Regions from separate parts of the Ovis aries genome. Here region 2 is linked to region 1. A link is a contact called in public Hi-C data. All regions are on one chromosome and are shown on one strand. The core of a region is the stretch at or near the end of the contact, and the rest is flanking DNA. Distances in the headings are between cores, read along the strand shown. Region 1 has its middle 420 kb from the start of NCAM1. Region 2 has its middle 250 kb from the start of NCAM1.

The links. Hi-C and Micro-C count contacts between places; a contact is called where the count stands out from the background.
Region 2: a Hi-C map of hypothalamus shows a contact between it and region 1, with 2.8 times the contacts expected there. The contact joins two enhancer-like sites. A contact is called at or near these places in 3 of 16 Hi-C or Micro-C datasets (hypothalamus, skin fibroblasts and tail adipose tissue).

What each region holds. Positions count from the first base shown.
Region 1 is chr15:22,737,332-22,742,060 of ARS-UI_Ramb_v3.0, forward strand. No RefSeq gene overlaps it. Among named protein-coding and RNA genes, the nearest start is that of NCAM1, 420 kb to the right of the region's middle. Within about 2 kb of position 2,535, at least 10 of the 54 cell types and tissues checked have an H3K27ac peak or open chromatin away from gene starts, as enhancers often do. A contact at or near this core is called in hypothalamus, where this site is marked.
Region 2 is chr15:22,910,733-22,915,461 of ARS-UI_Ramb_v3.0, forward strand. No RefSeq gene overlaps it. Among named protein-coding and RNA genes, the nearest start is that of NCAM1, 250 kb to the right of the region's middle. Within about 2 kb of position 2,424, at least 12 of the 54 cell types and tissues checked have an H3K27ac peak or open chromatin away from gene starts, as enhancers often do. A contact at or near this core is called in hypothalamus, where this site is marked.

The sequences.
Region 1 (4,729 bases), core at 1,285-3,784:
TTTCACGGAGAGGTTTACTGTGGAGGAGAGGAAGCAGCATCAGATCTTCTGGGTGAAGACATAAGTTCCAGCTCTCCCATCACCACCTGCTAAAAGCAAGATGCCAGGGGCTTCCAGGCCATCTTCTATCTCCACCTCCCAGCTCCATTTCTAGGCAAAGAGGCTTCAAGGATTGGAAGGAAGAGGCTCAAAGGAGGGCCAGCATTTCCCTGTTGGTCAGAAAGACTGATTTCTCTTAGACTTGGCCTCGCTTTTTTCCTCAAAGACAGTCTGTGATCTTTCAGACACGGACTGTTTGGCTGTTTGTTTGCTGGATATCATCTGGAAGAGACTTATAATATTAAATAGATTTAATTCAACCTAAACAGAAAAATGGCATTTAAAATCCATACTGAGATTTTTAGCTTCTTGCATCTCAGGATTGCAAAATCCAAATCACTGCATCCAAAATCACTGCAGATGGTGACTGCAGCTGTGAAATAAAAAGACACTTACTCCTTGGAAGAAAAGTTATGACCAACCTAGACAGCAAATTAAAAAGCAGAGGCATTACTTTGCCAACAAAGGTCCATCTAGTCAAGGCTATGGTTTTTCCAGTAGTCAGGTATGGATGTGAGAGTTGGACTATAAAGAAAGCTGAGCACCAAAGAACTGATGCTTTTGAACTGTGGTGTTGGAGAAGACTCTTGAGAGTCCCTTGGATCCAACCAGTCCATCCTAGAGGAAATCAGTCCTGACTGTTCATGGAAGGACTGATGCTGAAGCTGAAACTCCAATACTTTGGCCACCTGATGAGAAGAGCTGACTCATTTGAAAAGACCCTGGTGCTGGGAAAGATTGAGGGCAGGAAGAGAAGGGGATGACAGAGGATGAGATAGTTGGATGACATCACTGACTCAATGGACATGAGTTTGAGTAAATTCCAGGAGTTGATGATGGACAGGGAGGCCTGGCATGCTGCAGTCCTTGGGGTCGCAAAGAGTCGGACATGACTGAGCGACTGAACTGAGCTGAATGGATCTCAGGATTGCACCAATCCTGAGAAGGAAACAGGAAAGAAGGTTATTATTTTCAATTTTTAGGTTTGGAAAGCAAAGTTTAAGTGAATAAATGACTTATCAAGATTACAAGATGAATTAAAAGAAAGCTGTCTTATCAGTAGGCCAGGGCTACAAAAATGGTTTTAACGCACTTGCTGCAATGGTTGTTCAAATTCATATTCTAGTCCCCAAAGGCTTCTGTTCTGGATGAACACTCCTTGGGAGACCTTCCAGGTGTTAGTAAAAGATCCTGAGTTCAGTCCACTCCAGGCCCTGACTTCAACTGAAACCCAACTAATTAAAACTTACAAAAGAACATTTAGATTTGAAGAATTCAGATTCAGCTGGAAGATTTCTGAAGGGTAATCAAACCGACACTTTCATTTTCCGGATGAGAAAAGTGAAGCCTGGGTTGGGGAGGGCGTTGTGATTTGGGCCCATTCCCAGCTTTGGACAGAAACCTCATAGCCTCAATAGACAGAGAAGAAAGGGCTTGGCTGTAACCTAGGAGAAAATGAAGCTGCAATAACAGAGAGAAATCTTTACAAATCTCAACCAAATGCTTTTTGTGGATTGCAGTGTTGATTCGAATGTTTTGGCTCCTACCAAGTTTCTTGTCCATCTTAAAGACAGACTTGTGCTCATTCGCTGATTCCTTACGTAGTTAACCTGACTCCTTTCCTAAGCTCCCTGAAAACTCCAGATCAGCAGTTCTTTGATTTGCTCTGTCCTCAGAACAACCACTCTAGGTAATCACAAGCTTGCATAGAAGGAAGTTATGGAATCCAGGGCTGGCCCCTTTTGTCTTCCTTCTTCAAGTAAGGGGCATACCCACCACCTGAGGGCTGAGAACTGAGGGCTGCCCGGACAGACTGACACACCCTCTCTGAGGATGGCTCTAGGGATCTGAGTTTCTGTTTCTTAGCTGAAGGCTTCCTCCCATCACCATAGCTACATCTCTCATCCAGTCTGGCCACTGCAGCCTGCACGGGGAGCTCAGAACAGAGCAGTAAAGCCATCCACAGCCCCAGCCTTAACTAAGTCTTTGTAAGGATCCCAATGGCAGTTTTGATTCAATAGCCAAATAAACTCCAGAACATTGATGACCCACAGGCAATGAATATTTAAACCTTTCTTTTTTCTCTTTTAATCTATGTTAAAGAGGAATAGTTACACACAAGGATATTCCAGGGTGATTGAGCCATAATCCTACCTACAGGCCACCCGAAGATTTGCTGCCCTAATTAAGCATCGCTTCTCTCAAAATCTATTCCCAGCATTGTTTTCTAAGGTGCTAGTGACTGAGCGACTTCACTTTCACTTTTCACTTTCATGCATTGGAGAAGGAAATGGCAACCCACTCCAGTGTTCTTGCCTGGAGGATCCCAGGGACGGGGGAGCCTGGTGGGTGGCCACGACTGAAGCAACTTAGCAGCAGCAGCAGCAGCAGCAGCAGCAGCAGCAGATCATCAAAGGCCTCCAAATCCACTAGATGGCAGTAGTCGGTTGATCAAATAGAGAGGGCCTGCCTAGAGAAGCCAGATACCCACAGAGCAGCCAAGCTCTAGGATTTATAATCAAGTCCAGAATATCTAAATATAAAGACGCTCTCTCCCCTCCTCCATTCCTTGAGGGTGACTCTTACTCTTTTTAATTATTATTTAAGATAACAGCTACTCTGGACGAGGCTATTTATGCAGGACTCTGGCAGAAAAGAAATAGAGGCCTGTATATATTAGCTCGGGGAGTCGTTTCTGAGCTGCCCCTTACTGAGTCAAGATGAACTGGAGGCAGCTGTGAGCTCCTACTGCAAGAGGAAGATTGCGCCTTTGCTCCTTCTAAGCCACAGCTCTCCAGGCATTCCAATCAGGGACCTCAGCCAGACCATGAGCCCCAAACCACAGCTTACCACACAACTGTGCTGAGCTCTGAACCAAGCCCTAATATTAATTTATGAAACCACAAAGCGATTACAAAGTTGTGTTCTATTTTTCTTCTGAAAACCCCCTATTGAAGAATGAGTTTGAACCGGAACCAAGCCTACATACTTCCTAGGACTTTTTAAAAAGATTATTAAATTTTGTTTTTTATTTTACATTGGAGTACTGGCTTAGATGGTAAAGAATCTGCCTGCAATGAGGGAGATCCAGGTTCCATCAATGGGTCGAGAAGATCCCCTGGAGAAGGGAATGGCTACCCACACCAGTATTCTTGCCTGGAGAATCCCATGGACAGAGGAGCCTGGTGCGCTATAGTCCATGGGGTCGCAAAGAGTCGGACACGACTGAGTGACTAACACTTTCACTTTCATAGTTGATTAATAACGTTGTGTTAGTCTCAGGTGTAATGCATATACATGTATGTATTCTTTTTCAAATTCTTTTCCCATTTAGGTTATTACAGAATATTGAGCAGAATTCCCTGTGCTATACTGTAGGTCCTTTTTGGTTATCTATTGTAAATATAGCGGTGCGTACATGTCAATCCCAAACTCCCAAGCTATCTCTCCCTCCCCCTATCTTGCCTCCCTGGTAATCATTTAATTCATTCTCCAAGTCTGTGAGTCTGTTTCTGTTTTATAAATAAGTTCATCATTGCTGTTGGTAGTCACTAAGTCGTGTCTGACTCTGTGACCCTGTGAACTGCAGCACCAGGCTTCCCTGTCCTTCACTATGTCCCAGAGTGTACTCAGACTCATGTTCATTGAGTCGCTGATGCCATCCAACCATTTCATCCTCTGTCACCTCTTTCTCCTCCTGCCCCCAATGTTTCCCGGCATCAAGGTCTTTCCCAACAAGTCGGTTGTTCGCAGCAGGTGGCCAAAGCTTTAGCTTCAGCATCAGTCCTTCCAGTGAATATTCAGGGTTGATTTTCTTTAGGATTGACTGGTTTGATCTCCTTGCAGTCCAAGGGACTCTCAAGAGTCTTCTCCAGCAGCACAATTTGAAAGCATCAATTCTTCAGCTTTCTTTATGGCTTAATTCTCACATCCATGCATGACTACTAGAAAAGACAAATATCACATATCACTTATACGTGGAAACAAACAAACAAACAAAAAAATGTTACAAATGAACTTACTTATTCCCACAGCTGTTGAACTGGGATTTCAGTATGTTCTCTGACCCTGACCTGAACGGAACCTATCTTTCACATACCCAGACTCCTGGTTGAGAACCTTCCTTTAAGCTGAAGCTGCCTCCAACTCTGTTCTGGACCTCCATTGTGCAAAGTCTCCTATCGGGGTTTTCTGTCAGTGCCCACAAGGCAGCCTTTCATATGGAGATACCCCTAGTTCTTGCAGCAAACTCCTTATTAGGCAATTTTCTAGTTGGCTACTTCTGTAGCAGCCAGAGAGTCTGGTGGTTGGATGGGAGATTTATGTAGGACACTTGGCTAAGATATAAACAGTGGTTTAGAGAAAGAGAATCTGCTCTGTGTCAACAGTAATACGAGGCTGGGGGCCTCCAGCAAGCTGCGCTAGATGTTTATCCACTGAATCAAGCTACTACATCATCAGGCCCCGGCTGACCGGAGGGGTCCTGGCTGGAGGGCAGCAGGCTCCCTGCCAACTCTTCAGTCTGTTTCGCAATCCAGGGGGGAGGTCTCTCTTGACTGCCTTTCTCCTCCTACTCCACCTTACTTGGGTAGAGGGGAGTTGAGCAGGGACCTCAGAATTTGATTTATTG
Region 2 (4,729 bases), core at 1,174-3,673, 170 kb after region 1:
AGGGGAATCCTTGCAGACCTGGTCATGGGGCGATGGTGATGACAGAAGATGGCAAAGACCTGGAAGAGGCTGAGGCTAAACTGATGGCCCAGGGAGTGCATGCACTGCCCTTCAAAGATCTGGGTGCGAGAAATGGAGGTAGTAAAGCAGGAGGGCCAGCAAAGGGCGGGGATGAGGGAAGAGAGATGCAAAGGGAGGATTGGAGAAGCTGCTATATAGAAAAATGGAAAAGCCATTGTTGTCTTCAAGACATGTTAGTACCATCTGCCGGAAAACTGCAATAATAAAATACTTATCTATGATAGCTACAAATGTGTGTGGTGCCCCCGCGAGTTGTGCAGTGTGCAACCTGCCTAACTGTATATTGCAAGTCTGCTGCTGGATACGGTAGGCCCACAGAGAGACGGATGAGTAAGCAGGGACTTGAGAATGCTTTCCTCTGTGTGATGTGATATATGTTCCCCTTTGCCATTTCTCCAAGAACCTTAAGGGAAAAAAAAAAAATTACACTGCTTTTTCACAGCTTTTGGAGTTAGATTTGTTTTTCTTTTTAATGTGGAACTGTAGGAAACCAGGCCTTGAGGCTGAAGCAGTATGGCTTCAGATATATTTGGATGACACTCATTTGCCCACACAGATAACAGGATGTACGTTCCAGAAATGCTGACAACAGGGTCTCAGTGTCACAGTAATCAGTCCCTGAAGTCCAAGGTACTTCTTCGGTCAGGAAGGTCAGCAGACAAGGGGTTGCCTCTGGGCTGCCGGATCTCTCATCCACACATCTGAAATAAAATCACAGAGAACAGAAGTCATAGTTAGTTGAGGTTCTGAGGCCAAGTGGGAGAGCTGGTCCCCAACCAGGCTGTCAATACCAAGATAAAGAACCTGAATGATGGAGCCAAAATGCATGTGGGAGGGTCTTGAACACGGAAAAGCTGCAAATCGGGTCGGCAAGAGGGGCTGGAAGAATGCTGGAGCCATCCACTGATGCCTGCAGTGATCTGAGCATTCCCAGGAGAGACACAGGTGGGCTGGGTTCTTTTAAAGAGGCTTTGCAGGGATGAACACGTGAGGGAGAGCAACAGGGCTGTGCAGGGTACTCTTGCTCCCTATCTGTCTTGCTGCCACGGAACTGGAGGTTTGCCCAGGGGGAAGGCTGGCTCCATTGCTTTGAGGGCAGATGTAATGGGAAGAGGCAGCAACACTCATCTTAGTTGAGAGCATCAGCCTGCTGGAGGCCAGCCCCAGGCACAGCCCCTGAGGCTCTGCGATCTTTCACCTTTGGCCCCTAGTTCCCCTTCGAGGGGTGATGGTGGGGGGTGGGGTGCCAGAGTACGGGTCAGAACTGCAGATTTCAGCAGCTGGCTAAACGGGATTATCGTCGGGTTATAAATCCAGGGCCAGGCATGTTTACGAGGCTCTCGGAAGCTGCAGGAACAATATCATTTAGAAAACATTTATGCTCACAAGGCGAAGGCAATCCCTCCCCCCTTTATTTATGAGGCATGCTGGGTAATTAAGTGAGGGCTGAGAAGAGGGAGGTTGGGAGAAGATCACCCCTAAATAATCCTGCCTAGTGAAGCCACCATCTGGGCTGTTGTACAGAGAGATGGTCCCCATATGGTCGGGTCGTTTTTGAGCAATGCCTAGATGGTCTGAGGAAGAAACACCCAAGAAATATACCTGGACTCACAGAGACAGGATCTGAGCTCCAGGAGGGTAGGGACTGTATCTTATTCCTTACTAGATTCCTGGCCCCCAGCACAGTGCCTGGCATAGCAGAGCTGCTGAATTCATTCATCCATCCACTTGCTGAGGGCTAACACTCGCTGGAATCTGTGGTCCCACACACCGCTTAGCAACAAGGAACAAAACAGACAAGGCCACTGCCATCCTAGAGCTTACTATCCTGCGGTTGGAATCAGGCCCTGAAGAAACAATGACTCGAAGGATCACTTCACTGTGGCTGACTTCCCTTTCCTCACCTACCGTTAAGGAAAAAGGAAACAGAATGGAATGAATTAGCAGTAATTAGGCATTGTGCCTCGTAAAGACAGGGAAGCTTTATAACTAACTTAAGGTCAGAACAAAGCAGGCATTCTTCTAGCATGAAAAGGCTCAAAAGTTCTGTTGTCAGGGGGAATGTGACTCGTGACTGTATCAAGTCACTGTATTTTAATTTTTGTGTGTGCAGCAGTAGATAGCCGGAATGAAACTCACAATGCAAGAGGTCAGTTCTGCTGGAGTCAGATTCATCGCAGCACCTACCAAGTTGTGCATAGGCGCAGCTCAGCCGCAAGCTGATCTGTTGAGAACAGGCTCATCAGAGGCATTCCTGATTCTGCACGAATAGAGGTCAACTCCTCCAGCTCTCCAGCTCCTGACCCAGGATGGATGCTAATGCCCGTCTGTGCTCACTCTGGAACCTCACGGGTCTCAGCCACCCATATGTCAAAAACCTCCAGGCCTGGCTGCGCCTAGCCTTTAGGTGCCTCCAGCCTCTGCTGCTAGAGCGCCCCCTGGGGGTAGGTATGAGGTCCTGTGAGGATGCAGGGCTCAGTGCCAGGTGGAAAGAGATGGCGAGGGAGGCCAAGAGGGTGATGGACCATCTCAGCAGGCAAGGGCTGGGTAAAGGGCGGCGGGATGGGGATCAAAAATCACTCAGTAGATATAGCTTCAGAGAAAAACATTTTATGCCATTAAGTACAACCAAGTTGGGCTTTATGAGTGAAGTAGAGTCTATCTTTAAGACTTAAAGAAGACATTTACCACCAATTTCTGCTTAGCGCTTTACTTATGCTATTAAGCTTCCATTTCATGCACAGATGAATTATGCAGAGAACGCCGTGGCTTAGTTGCAGCAGACGAGCTGCGGCTGAGCTAGTGCCTTCCGAGGACTCGGGTGTCAGCGCACAGAAGGATGTTGGACGAGGCTCTGGCAGATTAACAAATTAGCTCTGCCGCCTTTACCTAGAGTGTTGCCAAACTGTCAGGGAGATTCTTAAACGCCACGATTGAGAGGTGTCAGGGAGGGAGCTGGTAGTTCTCTCTGCCACCCTGGCTTTGCTGACTCCTGAGGAAGCTCCCAGGGACTGTGTGGGTTTCAAGGTCCATTGGAAGCCACTCTCAGAGTCAGGGGTTCCCCAGAAGCAGCCCCCAAGAGGGGAATTTGGTGAGGGGGGCGGGGGATGGATACGTGTGTATATATGGCTGAGTCCCTTTGCTCTTCGCCTGAAACTATCACAACATTGTTAATCGGCTATACTCCAATACAAAAAAAAAAAAAAAAGCAGCAGCAGCTGCCAATCAAGGGTCCTCAGTTTCACAGTATCTGAGATGCAGCCCTTCCCCTCCCAGGTAAGAGGGCAGGTGCCACAAGAACCTTTACTTTTTAAAATTGTTATGTACTTAAGTGCTTATAAATGGAAATATAGTTGACATACAATATTAAACTAGTTTCAGGTGCAAACAACATTGTGATTCAACATTTATATACATCATGGACGGATCACAATACGTCTGGTAACCATCTGTCACCATACAAAGTTGCTACAATGTTGTTGACTGGATTCCCTGTACTGTACATTGTATTCCTGTGAGTTGTTTATGTTATAATTGGAAGTTTGTAACTCTTAATCCCTTCACCTATTTCCCCTGGCCTCTCACTCTTCTCTGAAACTGGTGACCACCAGTTTCAGAACCTCAGATTTCTCAAGGAATGCCTTCAGGCCCTGCCCTCCAGAGTCCCAGGGCACACGTGCACCCTTCTCTGCTCTAAGGGATGGTTATGCAAGCACAGAGTTAGACCTCCTTCTTCACTCACAGCTCTCGAGCTGTTGTCTCTAGCTTTACCTTTCACCTTTTGTCGTATTCAATAACCCCCGCCCTCCAGATCCTACTTCTCTTATTAAGTCTGGTTTTAAGGGAAGATCAAGGGGCTTTATGGTCCAGTTTTAGGGACTGCAAATATCTCCCTTTCCAGGCTCACCGCACCATCTGAGAGTTTATCGTTTGAGAATTAGTGCTCTGAACGAAGGTGTGGCATCTCTAGGAAGCCTCTGTTTAATTTCAAAGAACCCCAACCATGGTACCCTGTGAACCCTCATTATCCATTAATGTTGCGGTCCTTCTCAGCAGTGGGGACTCCCACGTGGCTAAACCCCATGAGCACACATTGCTCACTGAGTCTCCTGCCTCCACACCACTCTCCACCTTCACCATTTTTGCCCTCTGCTTTCTAAACTGTACCAAACAGTTTCCATTACGATCTCATGATGCCGTTTCCCTGTTCTTGGCATTACTTCCACCTCTGATTCATCCTTTGCATTCTTTCTCAACCTGCAGCTCAGAGTTTCCCCCCAGTGACTCTGCTCGGGGCCAGGCTGGGTAACACCCACGTGGTCCCCTGGGTTCAGGCACCCCTAAATCCTTCCCATCTCTGCCGGGTCTTTGATGGAGCAGAACGGCCAGTGCCTTAGGATCGGTGAACAGGAGTCTAAATGGAGGCCTGGGAAAGGCCCTGCTGAGTAAGAAGTCCTCTCAGACAGAACTCTGGGGGCTTCTCGGGGGCTTCACCACTGCGTGCCCTGGACTGGGGAGGAGACAGAGACGGAGAATTCCAAAGGCCATGCCACTCGCTCCATGGCATCTGCGTGAGCAGAACACGCTATTGTAATCCTGGCTCACAGCCTTTGGTTCCTAGTTACCAGTGAATCCCAGGACAACCGCT